Regions from separate parts of the Mus musculus genome. Here region 2 is linked to region 1. Evidence: chromatin contacts called from public Micro-C data. All regions are on one chromosome and are shown on one strand. Each heading gives the region's core, a stretch centred on a gene start, on an enhancer-like site or on the middle of the called end of the contact. The rest is flanking DNA. Distances are from core to core; before and after follow the strand shown.

The links. Hi-C and Micro-C count contacts between places; a contact is called where the count stands out from the background.
Region 2: a Micro-C map of the G1E-ER4 cell line shows a contact between it and region 1, with 1.7 times the contacts expected there. The contact joins two enhancer-like sites. A contact is called at or near these places in 16 of 39 promoter capture datasets (the 3T3-L1 cell line, 3T3-L1-derived adipocytes, the HPC-7 cell line and 10 more), 5 of 484 Hi-C or Micro-C datasets (the G1E-ER4 cell line, LSK cells, myocytes and 1 more), 2 of 115 datasets of contacts at active chromatin or transcription factors (double positive thymocytes and embryonic stem cells) and 2 of 9 other capture datasets (adipose tissue and pancreatic islet).

What each region holds. Positions count from the first base shown.
Region 1 is chr11:49,779,809-49,787,160 of GRCm38.p6, reverse strand. No RefSeq gene overlaps it. Among named protein-coding and RNA genes, the nearest start is that of Gfpt2, 11 kb to the left of the region's middle. Within about 2 kb of position 4,875, at least 12 of the 459 cell types and tissues checked have an H3K27ac peak or open chromatin away from gene starts, as enhancers often do. A contact at or near this core is called in the G1E-ER4 cell line, where this site is marked.
Region 2 is chr11:49,859,741-49,866,505 of GRCm38.p6, reverse strand. It overlaps Mapk9 (mitogen-activated protein kinase 9), which reads right to left. Exons shown (of 12, transcript NM_207692.2): 3 at 2,833-2,962. Among named protein-coding and RNA genes, the nearest start is that of Mapk9, 16 kb to the right of the region's middle. Within about 2 kb of position 2,400, at least 4 of the 459 cell types and tissues checked have an H3K27ac peak or open chromatin away from gene starts, as enhancers often do. A contact at or near this core is called in the G1E-ER4 cell line, where this site is marked.

The sequences.
Region 1 (7,352 bases), core at 3,626-6,125:
TTAAGCTCCTGCCCTGGCTTCCTTCAGTGATTGACTGTGAGCTATAAGACAACATGAACCATTTCCTCTCAAGTTGCTTTCCGTCAGTGTTTTATGGCAGCAACTGAGAAGCAAACTCAGATACAAGTTTTTCTGTTGAGACTGGAACTCATCCACGCAGCTAGTTTTGTTGGCCAGCAAGTCTCCCGCCTGTCTTCCCAGTGCTGGGATCACAGGTGTGTTCTGCTGCATCAGACTGTAGCTTACTTCTTTCAAGAAACCTTTTTCAAGACAGGTTTCTCTGTGTAGCCCTGGCTGCACTGAAACTCACTTTGTAGACCAGGCTGGCCTTGAACTCAGAGATCCACTGCCTCTGCCTCCTGAGTGCCTCTGGGATTAAAAGTGTGTTCCCCCCGACCCCAGTCACATCAGGGTGCGCATACTGGGGGCCTGAACTCAGGTCCTCGTGTTTGTATAACAAGCACTTTAGAGACCAAGCCATCTTCCCAGCCTGGGATTCAGAATTTCCAAGGGTTCCCTCCCGTCAATTTTTGCACCCTTGAGGCACATACTGCTGTTGTCTAAACAAAATGGTCTGACTCAAGGGATTTCAGTCATGCTGCAGAGCTGGGGTCTGGCACAGGAACACTGGGACACCCCATATGCTTCTAATGCTCCCAGAGCTGGTCTTGCTATGCCTGGCCGAGACAGAGTGGAAATTTGATGCTGCACTAACCAGTTCTGTGAAACAGGTGATGTGAGAGTACCTGGTGCACACCAAGTGTGTAGTTCCCATCAACCTGTGGCCAAGGCCAGGGGACCACTGCTCTCTCTAATCTGAATGTCAGCGTCCCCGTAGTATAGCCAATGGTGATAGGAAGCTTCATGGCCAGGTCAGGAGGAAGATGATAAAGGAGTGCTATCCACAGAGAAGAGATCCCAAGGATGAACATGGCAGCATCTGCCTTTAATTCCAGCACTTGGTAGACAGAGTGCTCTATGAGTTCAAAGCCAACCTGGTCTATGTAGAGAGTTCGAGGCCAGCCAGAGTCACATAAGACTATGTCTTTAAAATGAAAGCCAAAAAAGAGATCCCAAAAGCTGCCTCTCCCCTTCCTCCATGTGAAGACATCCATACAAAGAGCCAAATGATCCAGACACAGAATCTGCCAGTGCCTTGATTTTTGGACTTCCTCATCTCCAGAACGTTGAAAAACTAGATTCTACTGATTGTAAGCCTCCTGTGGTGTTTTGTTGTAGTAACTTTACAGACAAGGACAGCTGGTGACGGTCTTTTATTCCCCCCTTCTCTCCATTATCTGGTACTGCCTGAGCTCATTCCACCCCAACTGTTTCAGTTGTCTCAGAAACAAACAAACAAACAAACAACAAACAAACAAAACAAAAAAGAAAAAAACCAACTAAACAAACAAAATTCCCAAACAGAAACTCTGCAGAAGCAAAGGAAGCCTCACACCTAGAGGTCATTAGTTTATCTCACAAATATTCTCCACACTGCGTCTTTCCTGAGTGACAGCAAGGGGGAAGAGAGAAACTCATCCCATTTACCACGCTGGGACGCTCTGAGCAAGCATATACAGAAACCTATGTACAGGAGAGGGAGGGAGAAAGGGGCAGAAAAGCTTTAGAGAGAGTGGGAGCTCAAAAGAGTATATCCGAGTTTACCTTCTAACTGAAGCTTCTAAGCCAGGAAGGAATTCAGCTAAGGAATGGAATGAGGGGAGGGGATGCGGGGTGGGGTGGGGGTGAGTGTCACAGAAAGTAAGTGTTGTGTGATTGATGGTATCCTACACCTTATCAGAACTAAATGCCTCCAGAGTTGAAGCAAATGCTATAAACAAGGAAGGCATAAAGAAGAGAGGAGGCAATAGAGAGTAGTAGGGACTGTGGAGACAGGGATCATAAGCCCCATTTTAGACTCTTCTAAGTACCAAAAAAAAAAAAAAAAAAAAAAAAGATACAATGTTGATTCTGGCTAGTGAGCAAAGAGGGTATAGAGAGGGGAATGAGACCCATGTTTAATATTTCAAGGTAAATATTTCATGTCCCATTAACTTATTTACTCTACAAACAGGATTTTCCTGAAGGCATCAGAGAGGCTCCTGGGAGTATATCTGTTTGCTGAGCTGATCTAGGATGCCACAGGAAAACCCAGAAGTGTAGGTGCTCTGAAGAGCGGCAAGGGGACACAGTTGTAGCTGGTTAGTCAGTGGTCTGCCTGCTCCAACAGAGCTCCCTTTGTTTGGATCCCAGAAAGGAAGGGATCCCAGTAGCCTGGACTGTGGTGAGGAGTTCACCCTAAGGCTTCAAGTGTGGGGCAATGACCCATCAGAACCAGAGAGGATGCATTAGATAAACAGCTTGTTGCTGCTGATTCTACACAATTCTTTTAAAATAGGAAGACCATGGGAGTCCCGGCACTCAGGTGGCAGAAATAAGTGGATTTCACTATGAATTCTAAGACAGCCTAGTTTACATACCAAGTTCCAGGCCAGCCAGAGCTCCATAGTGTTGGACCCTGTCAAAAACAAAACAAAACAAAACAAAATGAAGAGGAGGAGGAGAGGAAGAAGAGGAGGAAGATAATGATTGATGATGACGATGATGATGATAAAAAAAATGAGGGAAACTCTAAGCTTGTTGAACAGTCAAAGCCAAGGCCAAGGGCAGCTGTAAGACATTCTGATCTCCACATTCTTACCATGATACACACACACACACACACACACACACACACACACACACACACACACACACACTACAATACTCTTTAAAAAGCCAACTAAAGACTCCTACTGCTGTTAGCGTTGGGTAAAGGGTTCAAATACACAGTGAGATGCTCAGAGAACTAGGATCAGAAAGCCAGAAGGGTTCATGAAAGGCCTGCCTTCCAGAGTCCTCCAGGACACCCCAGAAGCAACTCAGAGATAGGGCAAGGTCTCTGCACAAAGGACATTGTTGACACCCCCCAAACCCCAAGGACCAGATCTACATACTTTTGCCAGGAAGAAGTATGTGCCCTTTGGAGGTTATAACAACCTTGCTCACAGGTCCATTGTGGACCTCAAGGCTTCTCAGAATGCATCCTTTGGGGAGGGTGCCATGATTGCATATAGGAGGTGCCTTGAACAGTTCAGGTCACTCACTGGAGCCTCTAGGGTGTTCGAGGCGGGTTAGGGGCTAATGACTAAGGCAGGCCTTCATCTTCAGTTTCCATCTTCTGAAGGACCCGCTTTTAAATCTCTTCACCATATTTTGCCTGTGTACTGCACGTTTGCCCTGCTTGCAGTCTACCTTTAAGCACCACACCCAGCCACCCTGCTCTGTGCCCAGTGAAAGCATCTCATCCGGCATGCTTTCTGGCTTTTGGTTAGCCATGGCTAGTAGTAGACTGAAGTGTTAGAAGACAGAAGTGAAATCAACACATTTATCGAGACCCTCTTCTTTGCACTCCCTGGGATTGAACCCTCATGCATGGTAGAGAAAGAAGTACACTGCCACTAAGCTACATCCCCAACCCCCAGATGACCATCCTCCTAACCTTGCATATTCTTTTCAGTTAACCTGTATCTTAGCTAGGATTTCATTGTGAAGAGACACCATGACCACAGCAACTTTCATAAAGGAAACCATTTCACTGGGGCTGTCCTACAGTTTTGGAGGTTTAGTCCATTATCATCATGGTGGGAAGCATGGCAGCACCCAGGTAGGCATGGTACTGGAAGAGCTGAGAGTTCTATATCTTGATCCACAGGCAACGAGGAAAAGACTGTGTCACACTGGCCAGACTTGAGCATATATGAGACCTCAAAGCCCACCAGTGACACAGTTCCTCCAACAAGGCCACACCTCCTGATAATGCTACCCCCCCCCCCATGGGCCAAGCATTCAAACACTAGCATCTATGGGGGCCATTCCTGTTCAAGCCACCACACTGGCCTAGGGAGTAATTGAGGTGAATGAGCTATCTGAGTTTGTCTAGGGCTTTTCTGCTTTGAGCAGTTGAGCAACCTCTTAGCCCTAAGTAAACAGGAACAATCACTGTAACAGCTACCTGACGCCAGGAGCCCCTGGTATTGTTGGGTAGCTCGCTAGGTAGTAACAGGATTAGGGGACATAAGAGCTGGGTCCTCCCCTGGTAAACAACAGCTTCTAAAACCAAAGGGCTGGAGCTTTAAGGCTAATTATGACTGGTCACACATGTCCCCAGCCCTGAGAGGTGAGGTGACATCCTAGACTGCCTAGAATGTCATTAATTGATAACTATCTAAACCTGGACCCAGGAGCCCTAAACCTTAAAGATTACTATATAGTAGGAGGCTTTCTGATGAAGAATGAAGACATACAACCCCCACCTCTCACCCTGTAGAAATCAAAACATATAGACTGGTCTACCAGACCTAACATAAAGCTCCCAGAAAAAACTGCTTTCTAGAGATTTTAGAAATAATGTAAAATCTGCCCTAGGATAATACTAAGTAGCTACTTCTCCCAACCAGTGTCCCTCCTACCCCATATCTAGATGGCTTTAGAACATTTTGTGTGTGTGTGTGTGTGTGTGTGTGTGTGTGTGTGTGTGTGTGTGTGTGTTTTAGTGTTTTACTGGGGACTGAATTTAGGTCTTCAAACACACTGGTCAAGTGTTCTGCCATCGAGATACACTGCTAAGCAGTTCGCTCCTTCCTCTGAATGGAAACAATTCCTCCTGACAGAGGAAGGAGTCTCATGAGACTCAGTTTTCTGTACCTTACAAAGTTCTGGAAGCTCTGAAAGAAATTCACAAGGACTATCCCCACTGTGATGCAAGTCACAAGCAACTGAGGAGAGGAGACCCTGTGGTACAACTGCCAGCAAGTCGTGCGGGGAGCTGCAGGGACACGCAGCCTTCACAGGGCTCAGCCATGCTGCGTTTCAGTGATACAGCTGTTTTCAAGTCACCCCTGTAAGTAGCCCCCAAAGAACTCACTGGTAAGCCAAGCGAAGATAGGGTGGACTGTGTCTTTGTGTCACTCTATCTGGGATGAAAAGACATTTGTTTGTGTCTCCACAGGAAGAGTCTCGCAAGAAGTGTAGATAAGGATAAAGGTCTCTTTGGCTGTTGTCTACTCTCAACCCTGGAGTAAGTACCACACTCAGCAATAAGCTCCTCCTATCTGCTGAGATAAGCTCTGTCTGTCTTATCTGAATTCTTTAGATAGAGATCACAAGAGCCAAAGTGATCCCATGGAGCCAAAAGGAGTCAAGTGTGAGATTCTTGGTGACATTGCTGCTCTTCTGTTTCCTTGAATTCCTTTTTTTTTTCTTTTTTTTAAGAGACAGGGTTTCAAACCCAGTATGCAGCAGAGGATGACCTTGAACTCCTGTGGTCCTCCTGCCTGCATCACTTGAGTGCTGGGATACCAGGTGTGTATTAGCACATCAGACTCTTCCTTACGTTTTTTTTAAAAAACTAAGCTCAGAATAAGATCCCAAAACTATGCACTGAACTTCTAGTCTGTCATGACCACTGAGAAGAACTGACAATCCTAGCTCTCCCCCAAGGGTGACAATTGTCTCTGGCAATGAACCTGGCCATGTCCACAGAGGGGCTTGTGCTCAAGGTATTCTCATCCCCTTTGGAACTTGATGTTGGCTGCTCTTACCATCCAGGTTTCTGCCTATCTCCACAAGTAGCTGAACCAGTGTTCTCCTATACATTTCATCTTAGAATGGTATAGGTAAGGGTGGGTTGGGGGGAGATAGGGGTAGGGAATAGAGGCGGGCCCTCAATCTGAAGGTGAATTGCCTGTATTAGTCTGCTTTCTGTTGCTAAAACAAAATAGTGGGGGCTGATTAATGTACAAAGAAAACAGGCTCATAGAATATTTTGTAACTAAATAACTTACAGTTAGGCTGAAAGTCAAGCAGCACGGCCTTGGTTTCTGGGGAGGCCTTGTAGGGGGGATCTCATTATAATGGATGCTAGCATAATGGTATGAATGTTATCTTGTGATACAAGAAGCCAGCAATCAGGGAGTGGTCCATCTAACTATGATGACATCTTTATTTTGAAGACTTTTCAATGACCTAATGACTTCCCACAAGACTCTACCTCTCTTAGATCTTACATTACTCTCTCTTATCATTAGTTATGTTAAAAAAAAAACACAAACAAAAACTCTTTTACCCACTGAACCACCTCAGCTGCCAGGTTCTCCTTACATTACCTCGTTGAGACCCAAACTTCCAACATGCAAATCTTTAGCAGAAAATCACATAGAAACTATATCAATGTCTCTGCCAAGTTACCCAGGTCCATAGTGGCCTGTAGCTGTAAATCTTTGAGCCTGGAGCAGGGACAGCAAGTTAGGTTTGCGACTCAGAACCCTTTGCTCCATCAGTCAGAAGAAAAGGGTGAGCCATACAGACAGGGCAATAAAGCAGACATCTCAAGCAAGAGGTAGCCTAACCCAAGATCATGACCTGACCCCCAGAGCCTGCCTAGAGTCCTTCTCTGTCTCTATTGTAGCCTCTTGGCTGTGTTTACTGACATGGTTGGGTGAACCCAGCTGGTTCAGGAAGAAAGGCCTGTCTGTGTCTAAGCATGCAGAAATGGTGTCTTCTGGTGTGGCTAAAGCCAGGGGGGCACCTCTGTACCTGTTTTCCTGGAGATGGCACCCTTGGTTTCCTCTGTAGATTCAGGTCTCTGACTCTCAGCCTTGAGTCACATGAGCAATCAACACAGTGGCCGTGTTCTGCTGACTCCTCAAGTTTTGCTCATGTCCTGAAATAACTTTACCCCTCTACAAAAACCTCCTCTTAAAAATAGAAACCCAGCTTGTGTACCTCAACTCCCTTTCCTCAACAATATTATCTTTAGAACATGTTTCTCAGTGATAGCAGATATGCAGGCATCTATTTTTTGTTAGGAAAAAAACTCAAATGTGTACCAGAATAGCCTGAATTACCCTCATTACTCGTCTCCCGTAGTCAGCCATCATCAATATTTAATCAACTTGTTTTACTGACCACCCCCTCCCCCACTTTTTTTTTCTGGAACAAATTCTAAGATGATTAATTCACCATGTGGATTTACAAATGAAGATTCTTGTGGGCATAATACTACTTTAATATTCCCAAACACTTCCATTATCTCCAAAATATCCTTTTGTTATTTTTTTTCTGGTCCTAGAGATCAGATCTGTCTTACACATGTTAGACAAGAGTTCTAGCTGGGTGTGGTAGCTCTTGCCTGCAATCCTGGCACACAGAGGCAGAGGCAGAGGCAGAGGCAGAGGCAGAGGCAGAGGCAGAGGCAGAGGCAGAGGCAGAGGCAGAGGCAGAGGCAGAGGCAGAGGCAGAGGCAGAGGCAG
Region 2 (6,765 bases), core at 1,151-3,650, 82 kb before region 1:
TTCCACTGTGCTAACTGGAAATTCAAATACTATATGTAACTTTCTGAAAAGTTTTTAAATAAGAAGGCTGAGCTTATACTTTATGGTGATGAATATGAGGTCTCATAGCCTTATATTCCCTTACGGGGCTAAGCAGCCAATCTTACTGCTTGCTCCTTGTGGCCTCTGTGTTTACAAACCATGTGTTTCAAACACACACCCTCAGTCATTTCACATGAACAAGAGAAAGGGTAATTACTCATCAGATAGAAGGGGTAACCAGCAAGAATGGGAAGGAAACTGTATCCACCTTCAGTCTTGGGAAACAAAATGGATAAAGTCTAAAATTCTAAAGTATAAAGCAGAGAAGAATATGGGCAAACATTCTATTTCCTGGTGTAACAAAGTATTTTAAACATGATAGGAAACCTAGGATATTTAACTACATTAAAACAAAGCCAAAATTAAATAAAAAATCAGCATACTAGAGCAACATATGAGATCAAATGGGAAAGGGGGAGAAACAGTTGAAGCTGGGCATGGGTGGCATTTCTCTAACTTTAGGACTTACGAGGCTGAGGCAGGAGATTGCAAGTTTAAGGACAGCCTCAGAGTTCAAGGTTAGCCTGGGCTATATAGCAAAATCCCCAAATGGAAAGGGTTAATAACTTTGATATGTAAAATCACCTACAAGTGATTTTAAAAAGATACCAAACAGTGTAAGATAAAAGTAGAGCCGCAACCATGAAAAGCAAATTTTCAATGAATAAACAGTTGGGGCTCGAGATATGGCTCAGTGAAGACTTGAGTTCAGACTCCTAGCTCCCACACAAATGTCAATGGGAATGGTGTCCCACTTGTATTTTCGGGGCTCAGAAGATGGAGACGGGATCACTAGGGCAAGCTGGATAGCTAGACTAGCCAAATTAGCAAGCTCTAGGTTCAACTGAGACATCTTGCCTCAGTATATAAGGTGGGGAGTAATTCATAAAGACGCCTGACATCAACCTCCAGCTTTCACATGTGCACCCAGACCTGCACATACATACAGGCATGCTCACACATGTACAGATTTGTACACACATACATGCACACACATCCCATAAACATATGAAAAGAAATTCAACCTCACAGATTAAGATAAGATTATTTGTCATGTAGCAGACTGGCAGAAAGAAAAGCAAAACCAGTATCAGCCAGTGCTGGTGAATGTGAAGGAAGATGTGCCCTCAGAAGCCTCCCATCAAGCATAGCTGACAGTGCGCCCTGACGTCAGCTTGTCAGCGTGTATGAAAACCGGGGCTAGGCTGATTGTTTGGCTAGCAATAACCTGCCTGGATATGTAGACCAAGTTGTATGAAGAGGGCATTCATTACACCATGGCTTCTAACAGAAAAAGCAAAACTGGAAATAATCTACCCAACAAAATTATGTGTATCTTAGTTTGCTTTCCATGGCTGTTATAAAACACTGTAGCCAAACCTGGGGAAGACAGGGCTTATTTGCTTATAGTTTATAATCTATCAGAAAGGAAAGTCAGGGCAGAAACTCAAGCAAGGAACCTAGAGGCAGGAACTGAAGGTGAGGCCATGGAGGAACATAGCTTACGGCTTGCTCACCTTGTTTTTTAAACACAGTCTAGGAGCACTGGGCCCTCCCACATCAATCACAGACTTGCCTATAAGCCAGTATGATGAAGGCATTCTCACAATTGAGGTTCCCTTCCCCAGGTGACACTAGCTTGTGTCAAGTTGACAAAAAACAACAACAACAACAACAACACAACCCAGCACAATTTGTTAACTAAATTATTATATATCTGTATATACAGCCACTTAAAAATATATTACAGTTGTGTCTATTAAAGTGTATGAAATTTATCAACATTCTTCTTGGTATAAAAAGAGGAATAGTAGCATACTTGGTCTCATTTATACATATGTAAATATACATAAGCAAGGATGCTTACTGAAATGCTCACACTTGTGACTGGTGGTTGAAGGCCCAGGGATTTTTGCTTTCTAACTTATACTACCTGAATTTTTAAAAATAATAAACATATCTTTGTAAAGTGACAAAATTGAAGAGTAAAATAAAACAAACATTGAACCAACTAAAACCAATTCAAAAACCAAACTGAGTGGAGGTGAGGATATGGCTCAGAGGCAGAGTACTTGCCTTGTGTACATAAGAGCTTGGATTCAATCCCCAGCTTCCCCCCAAATTAAAAGAATACAATGTGACAAAAGAATAAACTGATCTTAGTGGCATACTCAATGTCACCATATAGAGAGGTCTAGCACAAGTATTGAGACAAAGGGGAACATAAACTGTTTAGTACAATCTTAAGTAGTCTCCACTCATCTAAAACTGGAGACAGATGTCATAGACTGATCTCTTTCAGGGGCTGAGAAGAGGGAAGGGGGTAAAGGCACTGTCACAAACTGATAACTGACCTGAGTGAGATCCCAGAGTCCCACATAGAACCTCTCTCCTAAAGAGAACCAATTGTGGTCAGGGTCAGGGTTAGGTGATAGGGCTAAGGTTAGGGGTTAGGTAAGGGTCAGGGTCAAGGTTAGGGACTGATTCTGGCAGGTTATTTATTCTCAGGGTTAGGGTTAGCTGTTAGGATGGGGTAGGGTTGGTATCAAGATTAGGCTCACCTGGCAGCTTGTCCTCTCACCTCCACAGTGAGCAGTGGCATCCCCCCCCCCAATAACTAGATGTAATAAAGAATATTTTTTAATTTTTGAAAAAAATGTAATCTATTTTATAGTTTCTCTCCTCATCAGCCAATCTTCGGTCTGGTCACACCACTAACATCAAAGCACACAAAGGAGCGCCATGACTTACGTTTTTATGATTGACACACTTTAAGAGGACGAGTTCACGGTAGGCTCTCTTTGCGTGCGTTTGGTTCTGAAAAGGACGACTTAACTTCTTGACAGCCACATTTATCCCAAGAACTGTATCAAAAGCAGCACTATAATTAGGAAATATAATAAACAGCCTATTAAAATGGCTTTTGAAAATAGCAATGGAGAAATACATTTGATGTACTGTCTTTCAAAGAGAATAACAAGGCAAGGAGAAATGTTTCTGCTCTTCCCCAATCAAGCTTTATGTACATCCAGAAAGTGAAGTGGCCGGGCTGGACGGGCTAGTCCCTCCCCAGAGGCACCATGCTTTTTGGCTGCAGCTGGAGAGGGATTCAGCAATTCTTCCTACTTATAATTTTCAGTTAGCTAAGATTAGCAGGTTCAGAACCAGGTAATTTAATCCAAAGCACAAAACTCAGGTCAAGGCACGAAATTTTCCATTTAACACAACAAGAAATTTAAAACTTCCTTGTTATCACTGATTAAAATGTCAGTATATTCTGGAAATGCCATAGTTGAGCTCATGGAAGGAATTTAATAAATCTGTTTTGACTGATTATGCTTTCCCAGGCCAAAGACTCTGAAAGGAAACAGAAGCCAAAGTCTCAGCTCACGGTAAACTACCAAGATACAAACTCCCAATGTAAGCACTCGCTATATATAAAATCGTGCAGGAAGTGATGCGTCCTTGTGTAGTGTGAGTAAGATCTGAAGCTCCAGTTTCCAGCGCTCACATCCCTTCATGGAAGTCAGTGTTAATTTTTCTGCAGAGACTAGCTATGGAGAGCGAGAGGCATGATGACATGTCTTAGGGTTTCCAGCTAACAATACTGCGTCGTCATGCAGAGGTCTTCTGATGGCTCAACAAGGGCTCAGGACTGCTACGTACAACCTGGGAGCCCAGGCGTCTCCTTAAACACCGCTTCTGGGAGTTTATTCTATTTGTAATATTGTTTATCTTTATCCCTTTCTGTTAATTCTTTCTGCTCAATAACTCTAATGTAATTAGACCTGTTTTTAACTTAAAGACTGGCCATTGTGGAACTGTCTAAGGAAAACCACTGCATTTATTACATTTATATGGATATGTATATATACAAGTCATAGGTGAGCCCACATGCTCAAAGGTAAGTTCACTACTCATATGAATATATGGTATAAAGATCTATTGTAAAATAAATCATTAATAAACCTGTGTGCATGTGTACACTTGTATGTGTGTTTCTTGGATTCACCTTTCTGATCTCAAAAGATTCTGTCTGAATTTTTAGACAAACAAGAATAATGACTGAGTTCAAGGGCTACACAGAACAGCACGGTGTCTTCAGTTAATAACACTACTACTACACTGTGTAATTTTTTTCTTTTCTTTATTTTCTTTTTCTTCTTTGAGTCAAGGTTCTCTATGTACTCCTGAAACTTGCTATGTAAATCAGGTTGGCCTTGGATTCACAGTTATCTGCTTGCCCCCTGACTCTGGAGTATTGAGATTAAAGGTGTATAACTGCCTTACTCAGCTTATACTGTGTTCTTTAAAATTGCTTAAAAAAGTAGATGTTACATGTTCTCACTGCAGAAAACATGTAAGAAAACTGTATATGTAAATTAGCTGAATTTAGCTACTTTATAATATATATGTATTTGAAGCACTCTATGTATGTGTGTATGTATATGCATGTGTTTCTCTCTGTTCTCTCTGTGTGTATTTATGTATGTATATTTATGTTTCTCTTTTGTGTGTGTGTGTATGTATGTATGTATGTACTGGCTAGTTTTTTACCAACTTGATAAGCTGGAGTCATTTTGCTAGAAGGAATTGAGTGAATGCCCTCACTAGACTGCAGAGCCTTTTCTTGATTAGCGACTATGTGGAAAGCCCAGCTCACGTGGGTGGTACTACCACTGGGTATGTGGTTCTAGATGGTATACGAAAACAGTCTGAACAAGCCAGGAGGAGCAAGTCAGTACGCAGCCCTCCTCATGGCCTCTGCTTCAGTTCCTGCCTCCAGGTTCCTGCCCTGGCACCCCTTTCTTCCTCTCCTCATGTTTTAGATTCTGGTGTCTTATCACAGCAATAGAAACCTAACTAAGGCAATAAAATAAACACATATACCTATATCAATAAAACATTTTTTGATGTACAAAATTACTCAAATGAACTAGTTCTAAACGCATGGAGACAAGCTCCTCTACTCCTGCCTGTCCCAGCTCCAGAACAACTCGTAACTCAAAGGGACAGACACTGCCTAGTATGAAACTGAGGGTTTAGCCACCTACTTGGCTCCTCCCCACCCTCACAGCCTTATTTGATGGTACGTCAGGGTTTCCTGTAATGCACTTTACCTTGCTCTTCCCCAATAACATAAGGTGACTAGTACGCTTTCCCCTGCTCTCTTTATCTCTTTATCCTCCTCTTCCTCCAAACCTTTGTCTTAAACAGTCATGCTTGCTAGCATCTTCATTTTAAACTGACAGCTAGGCCTCTGTGCTGTTTCCCCCAGCTGTCTATAAACACTGACAACCATCCGGAAAGTACATGTGCTCACGTAAATACTACTAGTTGCAGAGCTGAAATTATACTTCACTTCCCAAAGATCACACAATCCTTGCTGCCAATCATACACACAAAATTAGAATGTCTGCTATATGGAGGCAATGGGTTCTCCGTCCTCCCAGTTTATCAAGTGTTTGAACACTCCATGCCTTTGTTTCTAAGCAGACCACACCTCTTTCTATACTTCCTTCCACAAGGTTCTAATAAACATCTTTTTCCTTAGAGCCATTTTCCAAAGCCCACCACCAGTACCGTGTTCTCCCACTCAGACTTCTACACTTAGAATTGACCCAGCCCTTTTCTGAAGACATCTCAAAGCCTGCTTCACAGAACTTATCCTCCATCTGGCCTCTTGTATTACAAGCTCTTGTGTTGTCTCATTGTTGGAGTACTCCTTAAGGAATGTCCCCAGACAACAAAATGATTTTACTCTGCCTTCGGCTTTGATAGTCTGTCTTTTAAGCTGAAAATCAATTTCCTCACAGAACACACTAAGGCCATTGCTCTACTGCTCCCAGCTTCAGTGCTGTTTAGTGGGGAGGGAGGCTTATATCTGAGAGTCACTCTTTTGTTTTTTTGTTTCTCTGCTCAATGATATATCACAAAGAGCCATGCTCTATTGGAGCCTCCAAATGTCCCCTTAACAATCCCTCCCAATTGTTATCATTGTCCATTTGTCATTCAAGAAAGAAAATAACTTCTGCTTCTGTTTTTTTTGTTTTTGTTTTTTGTTTGTTTTGAGACAGGATCTTTCTACATAGTCCTTGCTGTCTTGGAACTCACTGTGTAGACCAGGCTGGCCTCAAACTCACAGAGATTCTCTTGTTTCTGCTTCCCAAGTGCTTGGATTAAAGGTGTGCACCACTAACATTGGCCTAACTTTTGGCTTTAAGACAGTCACTTTCTTGCTCTCACAAACTCAACATGTTACACATAACTCTATCTCTTATTTTTGCCTATGACCTATCACTCAACACTGCATTTATAACTCACCCACGAATCTGAGTACTAGAATTCACTGTCATTGCTATAACATTCCTTTGTGAGACTGTCACTTGCTGCTCTCACTAACTCAGTTATTTTCACTTTTCAAGTAATGACAAGAATCACTGCCATCGACATGCATGTGCATGGCTGCAGTCCTTTCAGCATGCCTCTCATGCATGCAGAGAGCTAAGCGGGAGCGCACCGATTCTACTTTAGCAGATAAGACCAGACTCTCTTCTGACGTAGTTCCATCAGTGTCTGTGTCTATCAGCAGTGTGCCCAGAATCCATGCCTAAGAGTTGTGTGTGAACGTTTTCACCAACATTTGCATCATGAACTTACTTTTTACCCTTTGGGCTGAATGTA